Linked DNA regions of Arachis hypogaea: region 1 is linked to region 2. A link is a contact called in public Hi-C data. All regions are on one chromosome and are shown on one strand. Each heading gives the region's core, a stretch centred on a gene start, on an enhancer-like site or on the middle of the called end of the contact. The rest is flanking DNA. Distances are from core to core; before and after follow the strand shown.

What was found. Hi-C and Micro-C count contacts between places; a contact is called where the count stands out from the background.
Region 1: a Hi-C map of leaf shows a contact between it and region 2, with 4 times the contacts expected there. The contact joins the promoter of LOC112706414 here to the enhancer-like site in region 2. A contact is called at or near these places in 2 of 8 Hi-C or Micro-C datasets (both in leaf).

Annotation. Positions count from the first base shown.
Region 1 is chr1:104,590,435-104,598,006 of arahy.Tifrunner.gnm2.J5K5, forward strand. LOC112706414 (oligopeptide transporter 3) reads left to right here and starts at 4,900. Exons shown (of 6, transcript XM_025757713.3): 1 at 4,900-5,550; 2 at 6,007-6,104; 3 at 6,887-7,456; 4 at 7,564-7,572. The coding sequence starts at 5,041.
Region 2 is chr1:104,528,918-104,536,499 of arahy.Tifrunner.gnm2.J5K5, forward strand. No RefSeq gene overlaps it. Among protein-coding and RNA genes, the nearest start is that of LOC112706403, 6.9 kb to the left of the region's middle. Within about 2 kb of position 2,929, at least 1 of the 3 cell types and tissues checked has open chromatin away from gene starts, as enhancers often do.

The DNA.
Region 1 (7,572 bases), core at 3,650-6,149, 63 kb after region 2:
ACTAGTGCAAGTACTCTTTATTGGTTTTTGTTGCAATGCGCCCCACCATAACTTCTCCTTCGCTCAAAATAGGAGTAACGAATTTTTAATATGGTGGTTCAGAGGTTCACTAAAGTAATTTTTAAAATATATGTTAAGATTATTATTCAAATTTTTTAATTTTTATTTGGTATATCTAAATTTTATATTTTAAAAAATACATGATAAATATGTTAAAAATTTAAGTTTTATATAATTTTTATAACCTATTCAAATCTAACAAAATAAAAATACCAATAATTTTGGTGCTTCATCTCATATCTAACATCTCTCTCCGTGTCGTAATAGCGATTAACAATAATCAATTAATAATTAATAATTTTTTTATATTTTTAATATGCAAGAGGTAAAAATGTTGGAATAACTAAATTTATATTTGGTCTAATTTAATGTGTCACAAAATAATTTTATTCTATTTTAAAAATCTAAATTTATTAATAAATCAAATTTAGCATCGCAAATTAATCAAATTAACATATAAGACCAACCTAAGTTTAAGAATGCCAATATAGAGGAATAGAGATGACAACCCTCCCTTTTTTATCCCATATAACCACAAATTTCTTCTCATTTTCTATGATAGAAAAATATTTATCTCCATCATATTTTCTATGGAAAAATATGATTTTACTGAATTAAAAAAAACACCCTTAATTTCATAAGGCGTCACTTTACGACCCATAATGTTAAGTTCAGTATTGTTAAAGCTCAAAACTTATTCTTAGGCACGTAGAAAGGGTTGTCACAGATGTCTTGACAAATGTTAGAAAGAAAGAAAAGAGAAAGTATAAGGAGCCAATGAAATATTTGTACAATATGGATAATAAAGGTTTAAGAAATATTAGAAATACAAGCATTAGTGTTATCTTTTTCATCAGTGTAAGCTTTTGAGATGAGTGACATGATGACATGATATCGTAGCTCTAAATCTAAAAAAACAAAAATTCAATTTTAACCTTAAAATCAACTAAAACTTTTAGAATGAGTGATTCGATCTATTTATTTTAAGAATTTCGGTACCACGATAATTCCTCTTGAGCAAGCACTTTTTTATACTCTTTGCACAGACGAAATTGCAAATGTTTCAAGTAATAGTTAACTCTATTAGGCAATGAATTTGCAATACAAAGTCTAAAGAGAATTTTTTTTCTTTAAAAAATTTTCAAAAACGGAATTGTTCTGGTCACAAGAAAATAGAACGGTCTTTTTTCTTTATTGCCCATGGTATTTTGAAATAATTAAAGACAAAAGGGGGCGTGATCAAATTTGAGTATAGGAAGTTGCTTAATAAAGTTATTTAAAAATTAGATTTGTCAATCTGAATTTCTAATAACACGATCTAGCCTAACTACCAAATTACCTCTCTTTCAAGTAAAAGGTCAGCTCATAGAATTTAAATCAACCAAATCACAGTCGAAGACGCAATCCTAAAAATAGCACCACCACATCTTTTATGGTCATGAAAATAACATTAAAATCACTTAAATACCAGAGTTTTAATGTTATCTTCCAAATGCCTCAAATTATTTCACAGAAGTTTTCTGTTCCCTTTTTGAAGACTATCGTATATAGCTTTGAGTAACAAAAGAGCAGAATTATTATAAAATACCAAAAGATGAATGAATTGACTATTATGACCTAAAATGTCAACATTTCAAATACTCGAATCCAATAAAACTCAGATACCGCCAGAATGGTCACTAGCCTGCCTCTTCACAAAAAACTATCAAAATCTAACTTATTCTTAACTTCCTTTTTCCAATCCCACTTAGATGAGTTTCAAAAAAGAGCAGAAAATTTGCATCAAATTTACGTCTTTAAATTTCTAATTAACGAAGAAAATCATTTAATACCAATACCTCTACAATTCCAACTGATAATATTAAATATTCATAAGGGAGATATAAAAGGGGAAGGTAATGAAAAACTTGGATATCATTTTTGAGCATTCGACTTTTATTTCAGGGTGAAAACTCAGGTGCAGTCGACTTTACGTGAAATTGATAGTTGAGAATCGTTAAAAAAAATTAATTAAATTAATCAAATCATCTAACCGCTATCAGTTATCAACGTGAAGTCAACTGCACCTAACTTCTCACCTTATTTCAGACCAAATGGTCCCAGAAAAAAAGCTCGCTGCCATCTTATATAAGTGATTCATAAATTAATTAGTATTAATTTTTTATAACTAAAAATAATTGTAAAATAATTAATTAATAGAATATACCAATTAAATAATAGTATAAATAAAAAATTTAATTCATAATTTCATAAAATAATTTTTTAAAAAATAATTATGCATATAATAAGAGTACAGTACTCACAAAAATATATAATGAGTACTAAACCATGTAAATAAAAATTAATTTTTTTAACTTATCCTCATTTTTTTTAAATTAAAAAATGATAAAATAATTTATTTTTAATAAAAACTGAATTTTTTTATATTTAAAAATTATTAAACTTTTTATTATTTATTCAAATTATATTATTTTAACTAAATAAATTTTATCTTTACGATTAACTCAAATATTAGAATATTACCTTTATTTTTATAATTTTTGTTTTATTTAAATTTATTTTTTTATATTTTTAGATTTAATTTCATAAATATGTGTTAGGATATTTAAAAATGATACTATATATTAATAAATTTATTTAAAAAATTAATTTATTTAAGATAGAATAGTCATGACACGTTCATGCTACAAAAAATATTATTTATGATAAAAGGTTAAATTTTAATCATTGTAATAATATTTCGTGATAAATAGATGACACATTCAATTTATTTTTATCATAATTTAGTATTGATAGTTAAAATTTAATGGCTAAACTCTATTTCTATAGTAGTAAATCTTTGAATTCAACCTTTGAAATTAGAATTATCCGATAAAAATCAAACTCTTAACATTTTTGTGTTGTCATTGTCTTCTTGATATTATTCTTGATATTATCGGTCTTTCGAATTGGAATTATCTTTTACTATATCATTATCCAGATCAAATTCTGAAATGTCTTTTTAAGTCAAGAAATCCAAAGAGAGTCAGAAGGTGAATCTTTTACATAATTTTTGTATTCACACTTTCATTAGGATTTCCCATCTCCGAAATATCCATAGACTCTATCGGTTGATTAAGATCAATCTCATCGCGTGTTTTAATTATTTTTTGTACTACATTTAACTAATCCTTCTCTTGTGATAAAACTCTAAAAGAGCATTCCATGTTATTAACTTTTGTTAAGGGAAAAAATTGTTTAAAACGGGTCTAAACGGACTAAACTAGTCCAGTAGTTATTAGATTTGATTTATACATGTAAGAATGTTCTTATTGTTAATTATTAGTTCTTAATTAATTAGCGAAAGGCCATTTTTTTAAAAATTTGTTTTTTTCCAATAATCACAAGTATTTATTAGTGATAAATGTTATTTTTTATTGGATTTTTTTTGTGATATTTATTATTGGATTTGAGTTAATGTTAGTTAATTTTTTATTTTTTTAAATTAAAATTATTAATTTTTTAACTTCTTTTTTTAACAGTCATGAGGATAAGAATAATTTTTAAATGAGTAAGAAGAAATAAGAATGGTATACTTAATTAGTAAACTTGCTAATTTTTATAAATATTCTAATAAATATATTAAAATTTTAACATCTAATAAACTTAATATGTTGTCTAAACTCTTACTAAATTTAAAAAATCTCTTCCTAGTTTTGACTAATGTTGTTAGAGAAACACCATTAAGTGTCTGAATAAACCGAAGACTATGGTCCACGTAGGTGCAACATGTGGACTCCACTAAGTAGTTGGTAATCATGCAGGCAACACGAGAATAACACGAGCAACCGTTACATTGTGCCAACGTGGCATGGAGAGAATTTCCATGCGTCAGTTGCGGGTCCTACTTATCTGACATGGCACACCCCCTTTAACTGAGAACGGAAGGAGAAGTGTGTGACCCTCTTCTCAGAACGTGCTCTCACTCGCCCGACGAGGCTTTCCGACTTGAATTAGTGGCTGGTTATAATTTAAAGTCTTTCCCTAGTTTCCAGGCTAGTCATACCACATTCTTATTTTGTTATTTGACTTAATTCAATTTAAGTACCACTATAATATGGATTAATTGTACATTATTAATTATTTTAATTGAATAATTATATAAAATATTTTAAAAATTAAATAAAAAATTAAATAACAATATATTACTATTTTTTTGGTATCTATATATTAGTGTTTAATTTTAATGTATTAATAGTATAAAATATTTTACACAATAATTTAATTACATAATTATTTTTATTAATATAATATTATATAATAAAATGTATGTGTTTTATATTGATATTGTATTAAAATTAAATTTATTATATTATATTAATATAAACATTTTTCACTAAAAATTTATGAATTTAATTTGATATATCATCTCTATAAAATATATACATTTAATTACATAATATTACATATTTATACTAAAAAAATAATTATATTTTATATTAAATATGTAAATAATTATTCAAAAAATAAATATAATTAGATAATTATATAAAAAAATTATAATACATCAAAATTAAAAAATATTATATACACACAAAAATTAATTATTATATATTTTTATATTAATACATATATTATTTTATTTATTTTAATGTATATTTTATATTTTAATATATATTATATACAAATAAACTAATTTAATAACTAATTTTTAGTGTACAACTAACATAATTACAAAACTAAACTCATAAATCATTACATGGAAATATATAATTCTATTTAATGTTCACAAAAAACTTTTTAAGTATTCTAATTAATTAGGGGTAATTTTATATTTAGAAAAATGTATAGGGGCATTTTGGGAATGTGAAAGTATTTTTATAAGGAGTGGGCAGAGGCAGAGACAGGTCCATGTATCTGCGAAGAACGACAAAGAAAACACATCAACTCTCCCTCTGACTCTCTCACTCTCACTCACTCTTTGCCTTCCTCCTCTCTCCAATGGCGACCAAGAACCACGCCGATGACCCCACGGACACCGAGAAGGCCGCCAACGGAGGAGAACCTCCGTACGAAAGATGCCCCATCGAGGAGGTGGCTCTTGTGGTGCCGGAGACCGACGACCCTTCTCTTCCGGTGATGACTTTCAGAGCCTGGTTTCTTGGGATAACCTCATGCGTGCTCCTCATCTTCCTCAACACCTTCTTCACCTTCAGGACTCAGCCTCTCACCATCTCCGCCATCCTCATGCAAATCCTTGTTCTTCCCATAGGAAGGTTCATGGCTGCCACTCTCCCCACAGACCAGTACAACTTTCTTGGCTGGCGCTTCTCGTTGAATCCTGGCCCTTTCAACATGAAGGAACACGTCATCATCACCATCTTCGCCAACTGTGGTGTTTCCACTGGTGGCGGAGATGCTTACTCCATTGGTGCCATCACTGTTATGAAGGCTTATTACAAACAATCATTGACCTTTCTCTGTGCTCTCCTCATTGTCTTAACTACCCAGGTTTTTAATCTTTTCCTTCTTCCTCATTTTCAATCACTGGAGCTCTTACTTCCTCATTTTTGTTTGAATGGAGATGCCAGGATGTAATCCTAATTGTTTATCTTCTTTTTCTTTGTTTTGTTTTGTTTTGTTTTTTTTTTTTTTTTCCCTTATATAAATGAAATCTGTCTTCAAAATCTGTCCTTTTTTAATCGTCGACAATAAAATATGTTCTCCTGTATTTGTTTATTTACATACACAATCCTATCTTCAAATTGCTGGTTTTTTTTAATAGATGCAAAAAGTGTGACAGATTAGTCGAATTTTCAATAGTAAAAGTCCTTCTCTTTTGGATTTGTTTATTATTATTATTATTATTATTATATCTTTGAAGCAAATATTCTGGTCTTATTTGTCTCAATCTGCTGTGGAAAGTTTTTCTTTTTAAAAAGTGAAATGTTCTAAATTGCGTTGCAGGTCTTGGGGTATGGATGGGCTGGGATTTTGAGGAGGTATCTGGTTGATCCTGTTGATATGTGGTGGCCAGCAAACCTTGCTCAAGTCTCTCTCTTTAGGTTCATTTCCTGCTCTCTTTCTTTCTTCCATCCTTCCATGTTACGGTTTCATAAGGACCTTGGTAGTGTGCTAATATTCTCTATTCAATATTCATTATGAATTCACCAATTTACAAAACCATGGACCACCCTTTGGTTGAGGAAGAACTCCACAGAAGTTTGCATTTCTTGCATTTTTAGAATTTGAGACATCACAAATTAACTTTAGAATGACTTGAAACAATTAAGGAAATATTTGTTTCGTTTGATATCAACCCAATTGGAGCCGTGACATTTCTTCCAAGTGCTAACTGAATAAGGAAATAATCAAATGATAACACGAATCAATTTTGTCATTGACTTGGAATTCTTATCACTAGCATATGATGGGAAACGCAAACATATTCTTTAGCCTTAGTGGACTCAACCGGGCAGTTGTAAGTAACAAGCGTCACACTTGGGCTCTTTTAGATGCCTTACGCCTGTGGAGTAAGGCATCTTCACTGCTGATGCTGAAAGGCTTATGCTATTAGTTCTGTTTTATTTTGTTACATTGGTGCAATATTTTCTGGAGGAGAGACATAACATTGAAAAGGTTAAAAAGTTCAAGTGGAAGATTTGTTAATATTATACTCTCAATGTTTAAAATTGACTTCTCTAGATTTTGCATATAGGCAATGATTTAGAATCTTGTCAAAATGAATCTATGCAACAGAAGAGTCCAATAATTAGTAGTCATATTTGCTTGTGCATTATTCCCTTTGTAATGTTATTCTGATTGCATAAGTACCTTTGTTCTACAGGGCACTCCATGAAAAGGACCACAAAACAAAAGGACTCTCAAGGATGCAGTTTTTCCTCATTGCCATGGGAGTGAGCTTCTTGTATTATATTCTCCCTGGATATCTGCTTATGGTATTGACATTCTTCTCATGGGTGTGCTGGGCATGGCCACATAGCATCACGGCGCAGCAAGTTGGATCGGCTTATCATGGACTCGGCATTGGTGCCTTCAGTTTTGATTGGGCTGGCATTTCAGCTTACCATGGCAGCCCTCTTGTTACTCCATGGTCTTCCATTGTTAATGTTGGAATTGGATTCATCATGTTCATCTACATAATCGTGCCCATATGTTACTGGAAGTTTAATACTTTTGATGCGCAGAAGTTCCCTATATTTTCTAATCAGTTGTTCACGGCCACCGGACAGAAGTATGACACCACCAAGATCTTAACCAAAAACTATGATCTTGACATAGATGCATACAACAAATATGGCAAGTTATACCTTAGCCCTCTGTTTGCACTATCAATTGGATCAGGTTTTGCAAGATTTACAGCAACCCTCACTCATGTTGCGCTGTTTTATGGCAGGTAGGCTGCTATCATAGCCTTTCACAAATTGTTCTCTCTTGTATTTATATTAATGAATCACTTCGATAGATGCTTGGATTGATCTTCCATAAATTTCCTTTTCCCAGTGACATTTT
Region 2 (7,582 bases), core at 1,679-4,178:
AATATTTTGTATTATTTGTGATGAATGATGGCTATTCTTATGTAAAATTTAAGTATTGTAACCTTAATATTTTGTGTTATTAGTCATTATAAGACTATAAATTAATGTTTTATGTTTAAAATGCATAAGACTTTAGACTAATGCATAATATTGTGTTATTTGTATTGATTTAAATATTTGGTGTTATTAGACAATATTAGTATTAATTGTGGTTATACTTTAATTTTAAGAAAGTGTTGGTTCTTTATATATTTTTCTAAGTAAATTTTACCATGTGAAATAATGGTTGGAGTCTTGAAAATTTAGATATTTTACAAAAAAGTAATGTTAACGGCCCGATTTTTACTCAATATAATTATAGTCCAAAAGTATATAGATTTTATGAGATTTAAAGTCAAATTCGAATCTAACAAATAAATTCAATATATATTTCAGATCAGATTTAGATTATATCAAATTCGATTTCACCCGAAATGAACACCCCTAATTCCATCGGTGCAATAACCGTTACTGCATCCACATACAGCTACAGTACTACCACCTTTGAGTCTTTGACTAATAAAAGAAATTACACATCTGTCCTCAATGCAATGCAAACATTTGTTTATTCATTCTTTGAAGCGGACAAGTTTGTGGAATATGTGTACAAGAGGACCAGAAAGCAGGCAACAAGTATTAAAGAAGGAAGAAGCAGATCAGAACAAACAATTAGAGGAAATACTAATTAATTAATTTAAGTAGCTCAACTAATTTATATTATTTCGGTTTGTAAGCCTTAGATTATTCCAAAGAATCAACGTCTTATAACACCAAATAAGGGTACAAATAGAACGAGTTAATATATATTGTGAATAGCCTTAATTAATGTGCCTCGTTTCACATTTGACATATCCTATAGCAACGTTTTGTAACATAAAGTGGAGTACAAATAAAGAAGCTAAGGTCAGAGAAATATGATGCACCTTATCTCCCCATTTTGGGTTGGTTTGTACGTGCAAGTAGCAGTACATATAGTTTTGGACCACGCACAAGGCATAATTGCCTAAGTTGAATTGAGAGTACATTGATTAGAGAATTTTAAGACAAATACAGGCATATAATGCAAAAGTAAAAAGGCGAGAATGTGGAACACTGATAATTGAGGTCTTAATCAAACAGATATTGGGATTGTGCGGTACCTTCATGAATAATGGCTAAGCCACAAAAACAACATATGCAGCGCATATCATATAAAGTGGTTTCTTACTTTCTTTTCTTCTCTGTGTTTCAATTTGGACCTCTATGGGCCTAGCTAGCTTCGCTTTTTGGAGCTTACTATCCATCTTCTCTTAATTATTAGTGCTCTAGGCACATTTTGGAGTAAACGGGCCCTTTCATCTTCTTCAAACGTTTTCCCTTGGATGAGACAAAAGACAACTAGCTTATGAACGCTTAGCCTTTATCTCGAGTGCAACACTTATCAATCAAAATGGTCAACAATAATAATCTATCAATCGTTTTTATGTAATTTTCAATATGTATATTGATTGGTAATGGTTGCATTTTACTCATATGCTCAGATAATGCCGTGACAACAGTTTGATTGATGGAGATTGTTTAATTTACAGATACTACTCTTTGTGGTACAAATTTAAGGAAATTAAATGGATAATGTTTCATTCTGATTTTGCTTGCTTTTCTTCTGTTAAAGGCTTGATTCCATCATACTTATCATAGTAACGAAAGACAAAATCACAAAAATGCTGTCTCATATTCGTACGTGTATATAACTAGTAATTTATTGATTAGTGACAAATTTTTAGTTGGAGTTTAAATTTGTAGGTTAGATTAAAGATACTGTTAGAAAATAAAAGTGATATATATATATTTATATATAATTAGTTATTTGTACGTATAAATACATGTGTTATTTTATATATTTAAAATATATATTTTGTATTTTTAATACATAGTTTAGAAAAATATTAAAAAATTATTAGAATTTTTTTTGTCATGAGATAGCCATTAATATTTAAAGTGTGAGATAAAAGTATATTGTTAAATTAGTAAATTAAAAGAATTGAGTTGATGGCTAAAAATGAAAAAAATAAAAAATTATGATGATCTAGCATTTTTTTATATTTTATTTGAATAATTGATTTAAAGATCTAGCCTAATTCAATTACTAAGGGGCGCATCGAGTAGCTACACGGTAGAAGGCAGTATTAATTTTTAATTAAGCATAAAATTAGCTGGACAAGGTAGTATGAAGAAAGCATCTACTCCTACCACCATTGATGTGAACCTCATTTCTACCACAAATTAAACATAATGGTGGATGGGAATATCAACCATGATATCAAAGCGAATAACACTAACTGAAACAATAGGGGGTAAAATTAAAATTATTACACCATTGATGATCGAACCCAAAACCAAAAGTGATATGCGCATGTGAACGATGTGGGGCGCCCTCAATTCTTAGGCTCAAACTCTATGATGAATGAATTCTCCCTCCGATCCCTTCTGTAATTTACACAAAAATAATTAACAAATATATATGTGCGGACCACGCATATTATTGGTTATGACAATGGTCAACGGATTGTGATCGATCACATCCAAACAATTGAGTCTCAGCCAGAATTACTGAATAAATACAATGATGCGTTAATAGCCTTAGAGAGCCATCAATAATGATATTCTATTCAGATGGAAACGCATCTTCATATAGTCTCTACTGGTGAAAGATTCATCACTCCCTAAGTTACATACTGCAAGAACGAAACAAAATCGAGTTTAATTTATTTCGGGAATTAAAAACTAATATTAATGCCAGCTAATTAATAATGAACCAACAATAATAATATTCATCTGTCCATCACACTTGCAACTAATTAATAACGTGACCGTAGCAATAATAATGTTCATTTTTAAATGCCAAATATGCAATAAAAAATACACTTTCTAGTTTCTATAGCTTAGGGCATGCCTAATGTTTTCTACTTGGATAACAACAATTCAGAAGCATCCCAATAACAAAAGTCATTAGTTTTTGAAAAGACTTCCAAGTTATTTGTCTTTTGTCGATGAATGCTAAAGAGACAATAATCTAAAATTATTTTGTTTAACTTAATATTTATAATTTTATATTTATAAATTTTAAAATTATATATCTATTATATTTAATATTATATATTTATTTTAAAAATAATTAATAAATATAAAATAAAATAATTTTAGATTAATTTTTGATTGATTTTAATTGTCTCTTAAATATTTTTTCTATGTAATAGTAATAAAAAAAGGATTGAATTAAATCTCACCGTAACCTATTGGTCAAAGATAAATTAATTTTTGTCCACTTGGATTAGAGAATAATATGGGTAACGAGAAAAAAAGTCAAGTGAAAGTTCTGATGAAAAGATGACCCGTGAACCAGGCCAGATATAATTAATTTTTCTTGTTTTGTATATAGGTTGGTGCGACGTCATATTTTGCCATCTTGATATTAACACATTTCTAAGCAAATAATGGTGTGAAACCAGGAAAATATTTGTATTCAGCAATCATTGAGCCCGTGAGACTCTTAATTCATATCCATAAGAATTATAAGATGCAATAGAAGTTTGATAATAGATACGGACATATAATAATTAATAAATAAGATTTAACCAATCATTAGTTAATATATATATTTTAAATATGTAAGTTTAAAATTTAAGACGTATAATTTTTTATTTTTTAAATGTACAAAATATTTTTAGATTGATTCTTGGTTGATTTAATTTTTATTATTCTTGAGTAGGACCATAAATTTCAATGTCATGGCATACCTGCAACATCACGCCATGATGTGAATTTCTGTTTTGTTATCATTTTATTTAGTGAAAGATGCCTTCTTTAATTTTTTACTCATTTACTTGATGGAACTGTGGACACTTTTTGAGCAATTTGAATTTTAAAAGTTTACCGTATAAGAATTGACTATCTTCATGTAAGGTCGATTTCTTTCTGAAAATCATCTATATAAAGATAAATATCATCTATAAACATATAGGTATAGCCCCATACCCACTTTTCAGTTTTTTTCGCAACCTTAAAATGTATAATGTTTTTATTTAATTAAGTCTCTTTCTTACCAACAAATAAATATAGTTTCTATGACCAACATTGTTTAAAAATATTTTTATTCTTCTGAATTTAAGAATTACTTGAATAAAATTATACAGAATAAGTTAGATAAATGATGCTGTCACTATTTTTTTTTATACTAAATTTCTAATATTTTGAATTCGTCATTCTTAATGGTAAAAGTGTATCTGCAAGAATTTTCATGCTCAAATTAGCATAAATTACAAGAGAAACTAAAATAGAAATCATAACTAAGTACACATATTTAAAATCGTGCATATATTATAAGATTATGATGTGAACAAGAGATAAAAGAGTGGAGGAGAAGATGGATGGATTTTTTATTTTAATAAATAAAATAAATTAATATTTACTAAAATAAATAATTTTAAAAGTATTTACCGATTTAAATTTTTTTGTCGACGTGTATATCTTGTTTACACTGTAAACGAGATATACTTATGCTTATTATAAACGAGATAAGACATGTCCGCGCCTATATATACAAGTCGTCTACAGCTTAGTTCCGGATCCCAGTTTGACTTTGTCAATCTCTTTCCCCCATTTTTAATCCTTTCTGACCATACCTTCGACTTAATCGGTGATGACGCGCGAGGCAGGGAATGACGAAGACATCAATAGGCTAAACGAGACGATGCATTACGCCGGGGCGACCGACTTCGAGGTTAGTTTTCTTATGTTTGTTTAATTTAAGGATGTGGTCATTGTTAGGGTAGTCATGAAGAACGAGAATGTAGTTATATGAGTTAGCAGTTAAGTCTCTAGGAGGAATTTAGAACTCTATTTGCTTGTGCTAGGTTGGTATGACATAATTATTAGTTTGGTACTCTGTTATTCTCAATGTTCTGAAAATCGGATCGAACCGGCCGGTCCGACCGGTTTAACCGTAAACCGAATGTTTTTACGGTTTGGTTTAACCTATAAAATCGCCAGTTACAAAACAGTTTAAAAACCGCTGAACCGGCCGAGAACCGGTCGGTTGGACCGAATCGAGAGCCGGCCGGTTTTCCTAAAACGGTGTCGTTTCGCGTTTTGGATAAAAGGAAAAATGGGAAGCCTTCAGACGTTCAGTGCCTCCTCTCAACTCTCATTCTCTCAAGCAGCTCTCTTCCCCCAAAACAAAAACCCTAGCAGACTAACAGTAGCCTCCACCGCCGCCGCAAGGAGGGAGACACTGCCGTCGTCGTTCTTGAGCTTTCCAACTCCTGTTTACTCCAACTCCTCTCAACTTTCACTCTCTCAAACGAAACTCTCTTCTCCTAAAAAAAAACCCTAGTTTACAGTAGCCTCCACCGTCGCGGCAAGGAGGGAGACAGTGTCGCCGTCCGTCGCGCCGTCGTCTTTCTTGAGCTCTCCAACCCCTATTCACTCCAATCGAAGCTTCTTCGTCGAGCTTAGCGTTCGTCGTCTGGTCTACCTTTGCTCATCCGTGCTTCTGCTGCCATCCATCGTCGTGCTTGTTGCCTAGTCGCCATCGTCCATCATGCTTAACCACTTTCTCTCATACTCTGCCCAGTTTGCTCAGATCGAAGAAGGCAATGGCTTCTCTACTCACTGCTAGTGCTTGTTCTTTTTTTTTGTTTTATTTTTTTCAGCAATTATATGGATTATTGAATGATTAATTGATTATTGATTAGCTCTGTTCACTGCTATTGTTCTATTGTGATGTACTGTACTGTTTTGTGTCTTCTTTGCTGCTGTTCTCTGTTGACTGTGGTGCTGTGTTTTTATTTTCAATTAAAATTTTTTTTGAGAACTTAGTTTTTCCATGCTTGATAAATTGTGCCAATTATGTATTTTTTGAAATTGGTATGACTCTGTAGATTCTAAATAGTGTGCTTCATGTTTCTGATTTCGACAATTTGAGTTGTTTATGAAACATAATTTACTGTTATTGCAAATTATTCGAGACCACTTTTGAGGAGTGTATGAAGCAGATTACTTGCTGTGTTTGGAGTTGTGTTAATTAAATTGGTTAATTTGTTATTTGGGTCATGTTACAGCTTGTAGTTAAAGAGAGTTTAAAGTTCCAATATCCATTAATTACTTTGCAATATTAATATTATTAATAATATTATTAGTAATACTAATCACAAAGTGGAGAGAAATTGTAGAATTTGTCACATGGATTTGGAGAGTGATAGTTCTGAGTTTGATATTCCAATTGAATTGGGTTGTCCTTGTAAAGATGATCTTGCTTCTGCCCACAAAGTATGTGCTAAGACATAGTTCAAGATTAAGGGGAATGTGTGAGTATAAAATCCTATCTTTACTTCATTTTTTTCAATTGCAAAATTTAATTTTTGATATTTTTTAATGTTGAATTTGATCAATTATGTGAATATTTTAGACACCTTTATATTTATGATTCATGGAATTGAGAATTGGATTGCTTGATACTGGCCTATATGTATACTTGTTTTATATCTTGGTGCTAAGTCTGACAAATATTCTCAATTATTTACCGCTATGGTTTTCTTCTTGAACGGAATTTTATTTTTTCAAAAAAATCATAGAGGATTAGGGTTGTGAATTGTTTAACTGAGTGATGAGTGTAAAGCTGAAGATGATTATGACAAAAGTGCTCGAAAACATCTTTTAAGAGTGTTTTAAAAAAAATTTTGAGTTTGTATTTTGATAAGATCATATGGTAGAAGATATTTTAAAATTTATATTAAACTATAATTATATTTTAAGATGTATATTTTTAATTTATTTATTATTTTATTCTAAAACGGTTTTTACGGTTAGACCAATGAACCAGTGAACCAGTGACTAGAACGGTTCGATAACCGGTCCGGTTTTTCGAATCTTGGTTATTCTTGTGCTAAGTTTTTAGTATTTATAACGCTATAGTTAGGATTTGCCAATTATAGAAAATGTAATTTAGAGACATGTGTAGGTTAGAAACATGGAAGTACGTTCTTCAAGGTTGTATTTGTTTTTAGAGACAGGACAGAACATGACACTGAGACGGAGACAATAAAAACCATCCTTTGTGTATTGTGTTTGGATACGATGGACAAGACACTAATATAATGTCTAGTATTATGTTTGGATACACATGGATAAGACTAAAATATTATATAAAAGGACTAAAATAGTCCTGTGATTCTAAATTTTCTACATCAAATATAAATTAATTTAATAAAAAAATGAGAGTACATAGTAGTACAGACAGAACTTGAAAAAAATATTTGAAGAAGCAAAAAATTTTAATAAAAAAATATATTAGTATTTATATTAAAATAAAATTATAAATATAATTATTTTATTTTTAAATTTATTATTAATATGTAGAAATACATATGGTTAAGATTAACAAAAAAATAAATTTGAGTTTGATTAATAAAAAGTTTTGTTTAGATTAATAAGTCAAATTAATTTTAAATAAAAAAAATCCATTTTTACATAAAAAAAAGTTTTTGCACATAAAAATATATTTTTA